Linked DNA regions of Mus musculus: region 2 is linked to region 1. The links are chromatin contacts, called in public Hi-C maps. All regions are on one chromosome and are shown on one strand. Each heading gives the region's core, a stretch centred on a gene start, on an enhancer-like site or on the middle of the called end of the contact. The rest is flanking DNA. Distances are from core to core; before and after follow the strand shown. Region 1 has its middle 13 kb from the start of Tifa. Region 2 holds the start of Ap1ar (adaptor-related protein complex 1 associated regulatory protein).

Region 1 (5,790 bases), core at 1,254-3,753:
CTGTTGGATTTGGATATAGGGATTTAAAAAAGCAAGGGCCGAATCAGATAATCCACCCTGTGTGTCAGTTCCACATAGGCAGGACTCAGCGCTGAAGCAGATCTTGACAGAAAGCTTTGAGATCTCTCCCGGGATGTGGGAGAGTGGTCAGTCAGCCCTCAGAGGAACTGTCAGACCGTACGTCATCTGCCCCTCAGCCAAATCACTCCAGTGGAGCGCACCCCATTCAGATGCAGAGACAATCCACTTCTGTCACCCGTCATTTGGTCTCCTTGGTTCAGTGGCATCTTACGAGCAACCCTGAGAATGACTCCAGTTGCTTTTGCTTTGTGCAAATAATAAATGTGTGCGTAAACCTATGGTTATTTGGCAGGCAGCCTGGCAGCTGCGGCTCTCTACCTGACGACGATAACATTTTGTTTCTTGACTGACTTAGAGCAGTGGGAAGAACAAAGATTAGGTGAAGGGAACATTTTGTTGGAAAACTTAAATATTGGGAGTATCAAAAGGTGTTTGTGTTATGTCTGCCACTCAAAGAAAAGCTGTGGCTTTAAGTCTGAGGGTTCTTGGTAGATATATCCTTGTCTCGTTGCTGCCATTAAAGACCCTAACAAAAGCACCTTGAGGGCAAAGGGGCTTATTCTGGTTCATGGTCAAGTGTGCAGTCCATAGCAAGGACCTCTTGATTACAAGAGGTTTGAGGCAGAAGGATACATTGTGCCCACAGACAGGAAGCAGAGAATCCTGTCAGCAAATCCTTAGCTAGCTTTCTCCTGTTTATGTAGTCCAAGACCCCACCCCCTCCAACAGTACCATCCACTGGTAGGGTGCGGATTCCCTCCCCTATCTAGATGATCCCTTGTGGGCGTGCCCCAAGGTCTATCTCCTTGGTGGCTCTAGATCCTGTCTAATTGACATTAACCGTAACTGTGAGTGGGACGTATTTTAAGTCATAGTAGATGACTTCCCCCAGGGAAATATAAGCAGAGAAGCCAGCCCAGCCTCTCTTGGGGGCTGTGTGGGGTGGGTGGTTAAAGGGTACCTTGAAATGCAGATACAGAGTTTGAGAGTGGGGTCACTGGCATCAGGGGATGGGAGACCTTAGGGAACAGCAAGACTAATGGATGATGTGTGTTAGGCAAATGAAGGGGGCAGTGAAGAAGAAAAAAAGAGCGTAGATATTTATTTACAAAGTTTTCCTCTCAGAGAAGTGGGGTAGCTGGAGGGGGCTGAGGGGTGATGTGAGGGAACTTACAGAAGATTCTCCTGTTTACCTCTAAAATGACGTAAATTGAAATTGTACTTTTGTATTCCAGCCGAGGACAGACTTCGAGTTTTCCTTTAGATGCAGGTACACCACTCATTGTTTATTAACAAACGTCTAACAAGCTGGTCTAGTGAGGACTGGAGAGATGATGGCTCAATGGTTAAGACACTGGCTGCTTTTCCTGAGAACCCAGATTCAATTCCCAGCACCCAGGTGGCAGCTCACAACTGTCTGATACCCCAGTCCTAAGGAATCCCACACTCTCACATAGACAAACAAGCAGGCAAAACCCATCAATGCACATAAAAAAATAAATTGTTTAAAAAAGAAGCCTGTTTTCTTTTAGAAGATACATTGAATACAATATTTTGCTATCTTTGTTTACTTAGTATCTCCTATTAGTAATTTGATTGCAGAGAGAAAAAAAATGGAGTTCTGTGAAAGAACCAACTTCAGCAAAATGATACTTAACGTCCTTAAAAAAAAACTTTAAAGGAGAAATGAGATGCAATTTGAAAATTATTGTTATGAGCTCTTTGTTAAAAATGATACGTTTATTTGAAGACCCTTTCCCTGGCTCCTAGACATAGTAACATCTAAGCCACCCAGTTCTGAGGATTCTACCAGCCTGCCTGGCTGATTAGAACTTAATGATGGAGGAAGTTAGAATGTTGCAGAGCTAAATTCTCTTGTGTTCTTTGTAGTCCCTTTGAAAACCTCCGTTACCCACAGTTCTGCCTCACCTACCATTCTTAGGGCCATCAGAACCTTAGCAGATTAGTTTTACCAATCCAGAAGATAAGACTATAACCCCACTACCTACTAGCCCCACCAATTTTTTTGTTCTTTGACTGATTAAAAAAAAAAAAAAACTCATGTACCCACATCTATGAAACATCTTTTTGGGCAATCCTGGGATATGGTTACTCAAATTTGGCTCAGAAGTAAACTTCTCTCTTCTTCCCTTTTAGTTCCATGGGAGAGAGAACTGTTTTAACACAGAGAGCGTTAAATAGGAGGCCCAGTTGCTCGGTGCTACTCCTTACATAATGGAGCACGTGAAGAGGGGCTGCACGCCACACCTCAGGCTGAGCTTCATTCACAGAGGTCCCCCTCAGGCTGAGCTTCATTTACAGAGGTCCCGTGTAGGAGGCACTGCCTTAATCCTTAGTTTCAAAACAAAGAAAAATGAAACTAAAGTGTCAGGATCCATGGGAAATGAAGATAAACCCTGGCAGCATGATTCACAGCCCACACTGAACATCATGTTTCCTCTAGGAACTGGGTCAGCCTTGTTTGTGAGGGTTTAGGAAGCCTGGGCTTTGTTTTGTTTCATTTACTTAGCGGGGATTTAAAACTAGTTTTAAAATAGCCCGGTGATGTTTTTGAACACGGCTACCTTCTGTGGATAATTCCTGGGTAGAAACTGCCTGTAGAAACTTCAATGCCTTTAGAATTGACAATGTCCAGAAACTAATTGCAATTTATCTTAGGCTATTTTTTTAAGCTCATTACATAGTGATTCTTTGCTCCCCTCTATGTTAGAACCTAACACCCTGACTACAGGTAACACCTTTTGGAGTCTGTTAACAGCGCCCTAATTCCCCACTAACCAAAAGTCATCGAACCACAACAGAGGGTTACAGCCGAGGTTTTCCACAGTGCTGCAGTGACCCAGTTAATGTCCACACCAGTGCGTTTGAAAAGCATCTTGATTTATGACTTTTCTTGTTCTGTTTCTATAAAAACTTCATGAAACTGCTTCCAGGTCGATGCATGGAATTTAGGATAACCTAAATCCATGTTTCTAGGCTATGGTCACTCATACTTGGCTCCAGAATAAAACTGTTTTCCATCCCGTTTGAATTACGATTTCTGTGTGTGTGTGTGTGTGTGTGTGTGTGTGTGTGTGTGTGTGTGTGTGTGTGTGTGTGTGTGAGAGAGAGAGAGAGAGAGAGAGAGAGAGAGAGAGAGAGAGAGAGAGCACACTTCTGAGCCAAACTCATCATCAGATCATCTGTGCCCTCCTACAAAAGATCATCCCAGCTAGACTTGTTGACTGAGGACTTCCTTCAGTGGAGGAAGGGCTGAGGAGGGTCTTGGGACCCTCAACCCAAATGTCTATCCCTTCCTCCTAACCAGTTGTATGCAATGCCCTTAAGTGCCTTTGGCTTCAGGGAGAGTTAGACTACATAAGTGGAGAAGGACAGGGGACAAGGGGACCATCTACATGGTCATAGGGGAGTCTATAGAGGAGTCCATGGAAATAAAATCCATGCTAGGCTGAGCAGACCTTCCTCTTAGTGTGGCTCCTTCAGGGCTACCCATGCTCCTGCCTGTAACTTCTCACCCACTCTGTCCTATCTGGAAGCACAACAAACTCAGGGCCTCCCAGAATGAACTCCAATGGAATGACACCTTGCTTTATGGTTGGACTTCAGGAGGAGGGGTAAATGTCTTCCTCAGGGAAGGAATTTGAGAGGCAGGCATCATAAAAAGACATAAAGATGGGTTCTGTTGTCAAAGCTTACAACCATCTAACCTCAGAGGTTTTCTGTGTTACTATGACTTCGTCTTTGGAGCAGTGACATTGCTGATTCTGGCCTCGAGGCCAGAATACTCACCTCCAGTTCCTTGGTGGCTTTGCATCAAGAAGAAAATGAGACCAGCAACAGAGCTGACCCAGTTTTGCCATTTGCTTCCTCAAAGCCCCTGATCTTAAACCCAGTACTTGACAGGTGAGTTGCAGGCAGAGAAATAGTTTCCTATCGACAGAATAGCAGAGCGATGAGTAACTGGATTCTGGAACAACTCAGACCAGTTCGAAGCTCGCTGAATGCCAACCACGCTTTCCACAGCTGTCTCCTTAGTCACCACTTGCAATGGTCGGTCCCAATCACAGTCCACCACCTATTACATTCCCAAGTAACAATCATAGAAGTAGACGAATACTAAGTAGGAGAACAATGGAACCATTAGATAACGTAGAGTTAGCTGCTACTCAAACTCTCAACAGCACCTCCTCACAGTATGGTTATGGCTAGTATGGTTAACAGGTAGATATTATCTACACATGTAAATTACATGTTTAAAGTACAGCTTGTGGGGAACACACTGCCTCCTACACCTACTGAAACAAATACTCATGTTAGAGCCTCTGCCTCTCAGTCAAGGCATACTTAGAATTAGAAGTTTTAGAAAGTGATTATAGACATTATATGTGCAAGGAGATAACTGGCTCTCAAGAGTTGGCCTCTGACCTGCACCCCTCATGTGTAACTTTTCACAGACATAAATATAATTTTAAAAAGTGTTTGTAACCTGATGGCAGGGCCTGGAGAGATGACTCACCAGTTAAGAGGCCTTTGACAACTGTTTTTGCAGAAGACCCAAGCTTGGTTCCAAGCACTCATACTTGGGAGCTTACAACTTCTTATAACTGTAGCATACACACACCCACACAGTCATATTTACATACTTAATTTTTAAAAATAAAAAATGTAAAACTCATATATGCCAGATGAGTGTGCTTTCCACAGTGGATTGTATGGCCATGTCATGAAGCTACAGATCCAAGAAAAGAATGCCAGTGGATGTAACAATGACTGTTAGGACACGTAATGAGTTGATATGCCCACTCCCAGAGGCAGAGTCCCCTTAAGACCTGTGTTGAGATTTTCACTTAGCTTCATAGTATGTGGCACTAAACACTATTTTTCTTTTGTTCTCGTTTCCACTCTGCTATGGAGATTTATTTGTAATTGTTAGAAAATGCCCCGCCCCCTTTGATCACTCCCCACCCCCCCACACATGGTCACCCCACTTCTGGCAAGGGGTGGGAAGAGTTGTTTTACAATGTGATTGTGTTATCTTCAGAGAGTTGGTTGGAGGAGGCTTGGGCATCTCATTCAAGCTTACTCTTTCCAAGACCTGAACCAGGAAGGTCAGGTTCTCTGAGTGATTAATACACAAGAATCTTGGGAGTTCCTGGTGGCCACGTGCAGCCATGTGGGTGGAGAATGGGGCCACCACACATTTAGGAATGAACCTGGGCAATGCAATCTCACTGTGAGCCTGCAGCGTTCCTTCCTATTGTTCTGTGTGACACTGAGATTTCCCGTTAATAATCCCCTCTGTGCTTGCATAGCTCAGAAGAGGTTTTGTTATTTGTAATCAGAATGCTCTCATATGCCTCTTGCACTCCTAGGCAGCCTTTGCCCCAGATGGTTCACATTGCAAGCACTTCTAACAAGCTTGGTGATCTAGTTTGCAAATTTGCATCAGAAGAGAAATTATAGATGCTAAAGGAGGGTAGTGTCATGGAGGTCATTGATTGACAGTGGCAAGAAATGGCAGTGCATTGGTTGGTGGGTCCAATAAGAAGGACCCTCATAGGTGTGTCATTGGAGGTCCCTCATTGGAGTGTCTGGTTCCCAGTTGGTAGACTATTTAGGAAGGATTAGGGAATGTTGTCTTGTTGGAGGAGATACATCACTGAGGGGAGAGGCTTTGAGATTTCAAAA
Region 2 (5,790 bases), core at 831-3,330, 35 kb before region 1:
AATCTCAGAGGTCTGCCTGGTTCTGCCTCCTGACTGCTGGAGTTAAAGGCATGCACCATCATGTCCAGCCCATTTCTTAAGCTTAAATGAGCAATTATCAAGGTGTCACATGAAGTTTCAAGAAATAATACAGAGGGGCTGGAGAGATGGGTCAGGGGACATGAGCTGGGTCCCTACTACCTACATCTGGTGACTTATAACCAATTCCAGCCTGTGTTGATCCAATGCCTTTTTTCTGGCCTCTATGGGCATCTGTATGCATGCTCGTGTGGGCGAGTGCACACACACACACACACACACACACACACACACACACACAGACCTTTTTAAAAGAAGTAAGATAATGTATTATTTATTATTATCACCATTATATCTTACATTACTTTCCCTCAATAGTAGTGTCTGACAAAGCCACAGGACAGTACCACAAACTCGGGCATGATGATATCCATAGAGCCCAAATACAGACTTTCTACCATGGATCCACTTCTTATCCCCTGGGAGCCCTTTGCTGTGCTTGTCATTTGTATCACTTTGCCTTTTTAAAACGTTCCTGTAAGTGTAGTTGTGCAATATGTAAGCTTTACAGACTTTAGTTTAGCATCAGTTTCTGCAGACTCATTCACTCAAGGCATGTTCATCAACACTGGGTAGTATCTACAGGCTGTGTGCACCAGCTTCCTTACGCACTTATAGTTCCATTTCCAAGGCTACATTATTATTATTGATTTCAGGTACTGGAAGAGAGGAGGAAAATGCAGTGACAATTTAGGAAACCATTAAGCCATTTCACTGGCATCCAATGAGCAGTGGGGCTTGTCCACTTGAATACCAAAGAGTCAAGTTCACTAAGTGCTAAGACTGAAATCATGGCTGGCCTTGATGCTAAGAACCAACAAAATGAGTAGTTGAAAGAATGTTTTCCTAGTAGTACTGTTTTCTTTTCTTTTTTTTTTTTCAATGTCACCATTTCACTCACACTAAAGTGGGTTAAAATTGTAATATATGGTATCAGTGGAGCATGTTATCCACAGAACTGGGCATTTGTGAAACAACTATGCCTTGGATCCAGTTGGGTTAGACAGGGTTTCATTACATAGACATGGCTGGCCAGGATCTGGCTCTGTAGATCAGGCCGGCCTCCAACTCCCAGGCATACTTCTGCCTTCTGCTTTTAAAGCTACCTGGTGTCTGAAAGGGGGTTTTTAGGGTGGCATTTGAGAACATGGACCTTTACCCCAGCCTTGCTCTTCTTAACTTGGAATTAGAATATTATATTTGAATTAGAAATGGCTTGTTCTCCCGAAAACCCAAGACCTTTTGCTGACTTCTTCTGGTTCTCCTCTTCTCCACCTGAAATTACTTTTAATTTAAAAAATAAAAAATAAAAATACAGGGTCTCACACAGTCCGGACTGACCTCCAACTTAATGTGTATCTGAGGTTGACTTTGAATTTATGACTCTGCTTCCATCTCTCAAGTGCTGTTGACTGCAGATTTTTCCACCACACTTCTACCAACCGAGCTACATGCCCAAGCTGGAACTTTTCGTTTTTAATAAAAGAAAATCCGCCTAGGAGTGCACAGTGTCTCTCCAGTCCGCTGGCAGTATAACGAGAATAAGCTGCTCCGCAAACGAGAATATTTTAAGAATTAAAACAAAACAAAACAAAATAAAACAAAAAGCCTCTTAGTGTGTTCTAAGTAACGGCAGTGAGTCCCTCCTCTCTGCCTCTAGCTCTGGTGCCATCCTGGAGCGCACTCGTTGGGTGACTTCCGACCCGCTGCTGCAGAAGGGGAGGCTCGTGCGCTCTAGGTACAAAGTTCGAAGGCTAAGCTTGCGCTCGAGCATGCGCTGCATGATCCCCACTGCTTGACAGCGGGCGACGAAGGCGCCAGAAGTGGCGTAGAGAGAGAGAGAGAGAGAGAGAGCAGATCCCCGTCTAGGATCAGGTTCAGCACACAGCACCTACAACCGAGAACAGCGCCTCCTGCCCGGCGCTGCCAGCCAAGCCGGAATCCAGCGGAAATGACGCCCGCGCCAGCCGCCGGAAGCGGTAGCCGCCAGAAACGTGTCCAATGGGAGCCCGGGAGCGGCAGGGGGCGTGGCGGCGCGGGCCTCCCGCGGCTGCCGGGGCGGTGACGGGCGCGGGCGGCCGGGCGGGTGGCGAGCGGGCCATGCGGACGGCTGGAGACCCGGGACCCCACGGCCCTGCGCTCGTCCCTCGCGCCGCGGTAGCCCGGAGCCCGCGGGCCTAGCGGCGGCCTTTGTTCCCGGCGTCGCCGTCTGCCGAGCTCCGGCCGGCGCGGATGCAGCTGCTCCGCCTGGGCTCGCGCTCGGGGCAGGAGGAGGAGCGGCGGCTCCGGGCGGCATGCGATGGGGAACTGCTGCTGGACGCAATGCTTCGGGCTGCTCCGCCGGGAAGCGGGTCGGCTGCAGCGAGCGGGCGGAGGGTAAGCGGCAGCGCAGGCCCGGGATGCCCGGGATGCGCGGCCGGGGATCGGCGGTGGTGGTGGTGCCCGCCGCCCCCGTGCAGGCTCCCTGTCCCTGAGGACTTACCTCGGGAGGTACGATCTCCTGTAAGCACCCGGCACTGCCTCCTGGACACACCCTGCTTTGACTTAACGCCAAAGCTTCTGTCTCTGTGTTTGGTCTTCCTTTTGGGCCTTGACAGAACAGGTGAAAATCTGGCCCCAAGGTTGATGCCCCAGGTGCATTTTAAATAGAAGTCACTTCTGCTCCAGGCTCTGGTGAACTCTTAGGTAAAGAGCTGCAGGATCGCAGTGCACACTGGCCATTGAAGCGACTGGTGCGGCTGTATGCGAATCCTTTCATAGCAATAACTTAGAATTTTGGAGAGGAATACCATGCTGTGATTGCTACCCTTATGCTCGATAATCTAACCAAAATGTCACCGAGCAGCACGTCTCTTGTGAGGAAAGTGGGATATGCTTCAGATTTTTCTATCCAATAGCAAAATTGTGTGATTACTGTTGTACCTTTATTTCCTAGAATAGTGAAAAAACAAAACAAAACAAAAAACCCGGGGGCACATAGCATTGATGTTGATTTTATTATTCCTAAGCATTTTTCGGGAATTAAAACCTAGAATCAAAAAATCTAAGCCAGCCAATCTAACTAAAGAACATATCTGTTTTGAACTTTCTTAAGCATGGTGCCCAATTTTCAGCCAATAGCTTTGTATTGGGAAGCTTTCAGCCCACACAAACTGGAACCAAGTGATTTGTAATTCGAATCTTTGGGTCATGAGTGCATTATAAAATGATTCACTAATTAAGCAGTGTGTCAAAGTAGTGAAGGTGTTACTCTATGCGTCCCTAGAATGGGAGGGGATGGACTTAAAACATTTCTACTTAGTTTGGTATTTTGATTTTCCTGATTTCTGTACTTTACTTTGACAGCTGTTGTGCATTGTGATCCAAAATCATGTTATTCCAAGTACTTCGTGAGTGAACTCGTTTGTGAAGCTATGGAAAGGGGCTCATGGAAGAACTGGACATTACAACATCTTTGACTTTATTATCATTCCTTGGAAGGCTTAACAGTCAAACTCTGGGAGGGAGTGCTTTGAATTCTGCGGTAGACAATGTTTTTGTATTTGACTTTGGAGTACATTACCCGGGTTCTGTAAGAACCTTGGGTATTTTTTTTTTTAACAGTGATTTTACAAATGATATCTTCATTACACACTATTCATTAAAATTGCGGGTTCTCCTGGCTCAGCCCAGGCTTGGCAGCATAGGAGAGGCTAGCAGGGTGAGATCACGTGAGGCATGTGATCCTTGTAGATATGTTGTAGTGCTTGATCGAGAGTCTGTACTTTGTCTTTGGCTGACTCCTTGAGTGAGTCCTAGGGGTTGTGGATGCTGATGCCGAAGACCATGTGATCTGTGTCAGTCCTGTTTCTTGGCATCTATAAGCATAGGCTTCAACAGTTCCCTTACTTGAATCTTCCCATAAACTTACCGTTTGGTATCAGTCTTAACAGTTCTAGCAGCTTCCTGGAAGCATGTGGTATTAAACTGCCTTTCAGTTTAGTCGCTGTTAGTTGTTTTCCTTTAGGTGTGCATCTGGGCAGTTAATGGGTACATGTTTAAGTGAAAAACTGGGCACTCACAAAAGTCTGCGTTGATTTTATGTCACTGTACTTATTAAGGCTAGAAAGAAATAGGACATCCTGGGCTCTGTTAGGCTCATTTACTCTGGACTCCACCACGGGTGCTTTGTGATTTGAGGCCTGGTTTCTTAGCCTTGTGGATTTCCCAGGAGTCTCTCAAAATGAGATCACTTACTCTACGCTTTGTAATCTCGGCACTATAATTACCAAGTACAGTTGAGTGTGCTCTAGTAGTATTTTATATGTGAGGATAACTAATGACCAGTCTAAGTGCTAAGGCATCTTGGAGACCTTACTACCAAGAAACAAAATACTGACATCCCGATGGGTTAGCCTTCTTCGTTTGGAGGGTTCGTCTCCCAGCATGTTCTGGAGAACTCCGTGTGCTGGCCAGTTGTTTTCTCTGGACAAGACTAGAACTCTGTGTGTGCTACCTTGCCTGGCTTATGCATTGCCGGGGCTCAAATCTAAGGTGTCATACTGAGCTACATCCCCAGTCCTACAAATTATTTGTTCTTAGATGGGTTCTTAGGAACCTAGTTGTGTTGTATTTTATTTCCCATCTTTAGGTTGCTGTACAGTTGCCCATCCTTGCTTCAGGTGAGTTGTCGTGTTACTCACACAGGTGTGATGATGTTTGGGGTGCTCTGTCTGACAGGTTTCAGCCCCTTGGATTCTAGCAGCAGCCTTGCTTCTAGGTGATAGTTCACAGAGATTAGCTTTTCTTTTCCTAGGGAAAATGGCTTTAGTGCTTGCCAATATTTAGCTACTTCCTATGTGCTGGGCGGTATTCTAAATACTATGTTACCTTATTTATTCTTTTGCACACCCCTGCCAAGTAATAACTGCTATTGAAATTTTAGTTCTCTATCCAAAATGCATGAAACCAATTTCTTACTTTAAATAGGATTTTGGAGTATTTCTATAGACAACACCCTTAGACATGGACCCAAGTTAAAGCATAGAGCTGATTTGTGTTTCATACACATCTTGTGCACTTGACCGTGACTTTATAGAGTACGTTCAGTCCGCCTATGGCTTTTCACTGTTTGCTTTGGGCAGCATAAGCATCTTACTGTTATACCCAGGCTGGCCTCGAACTCTCCTGCAAGTTGAGTGTCCTGTGAAGTCAAGTATGGAGTCCCCACGTTGTGGCCTCTTGTTGGCTCACAGCAGCTTTCAGAGCATGGGGCATTTTGGATTTTGAACTTTCAGATTAATGGTGTTCAACTTGCTCATGCTGGAGACCGAAAGCCAAGGCTTGAAAGTTTAACTTGCCTGAGATAACAGAGCTGGAATTGCAGTCAAAGTCCCTCTGAGACCAGAGCCCTTGTCTTTACCTGGGAAGAGCTTGCAGCTCTTTATTTTCTTCTCTCAGTCTTTTCTTCCCTGCCTCTGTTTTCAGAGGAAATGATTCTTCCTAATCATTTTTACTTTTGTTTCCTACCCTCTCCATAGAAAGTCAGTCTGTAGTCACCTTAGCTGTGAGCAGGAGGGTCATTGTCCTTCCCTCCAAATCCCCGTTCCCAGGCCCTCTCAGGGTTACTTCTGTGTCCTGACCACCTCTACATCTGTGCTGGTTAGGTGTTTTGACACCTGAGAAGAGGAATTTCCTACATCAGATTGGTCTGTAGAGTCCTCACTTTAGTGC

What was found. Hi-C and Micro-C count contacts between places; a contact is called where the count stands out from the background.
Region 2: a Hi-C map of the MNK3 cell line shows a contact between it and region 1, with 3 times the contacts expected there. The contact joins the promoter of Ap1ar here to the enhancer-like site in region 1. A contact is called at or near these places in 2 of 39 promoter capture datasets (erythroid cells and macrophages), 1 of 15 datasets of contacts at CTCF or cohesin (the NIH/3T3 cell line), 54 of 484 Hi-C or Micro-C datasets (3T3-L1-derived adipocytes, the AML12 cell line, B cells and 38 more), 15 of 115 datasets of contacts at active chromatin or transcription factors (the 230-238 cell line, the SCID.adh cell line, T-cell acute lymphoblastic leukemia and 10 more) and 4 of 9 other capture datasets (adipose tissue, liver, macrophages and 1 more).

Annotation. Positions count from the first base shown.
Region 1 is chr3:127,799,689-127,805,478 of GRCm38.p6, reverse strand. No RefSeq gene overlaps it. Among named protein-coding and RNA genes, the nearest start is that of Tifa, 13 kb to the right of the region's middle. Within about 2 kb of position 2,503, at least 34 of the 459 cell types and tissues checked have an H3K27ac peak or open chromatin away from gene starts, as enhancers often do. A contact at or near this core is called in the MNK3 cell line, adipose tissue, bone marrow-derived macrophages and 6 more, where this site is marked.
Region 2 is chr3:127,833,813-127,839,602 of GRCm38.p6, reverse strand. Ap1ar (adaptor-related protein complex 1 associated regulatory protein) reads left to right here and starts at 2,080. Exons shown (of 10, transcript NM_145964.3): 1 at 2,080-2,454. The coding sequence starts at 2,378. It overlaps Gm43653 (a long non-coding RNA gene), which reads right to left and starts at 2,106. Exons shown (of 2, transcript XR_003954551.1): 1 at 1,420-2,106; 2 at 1-737.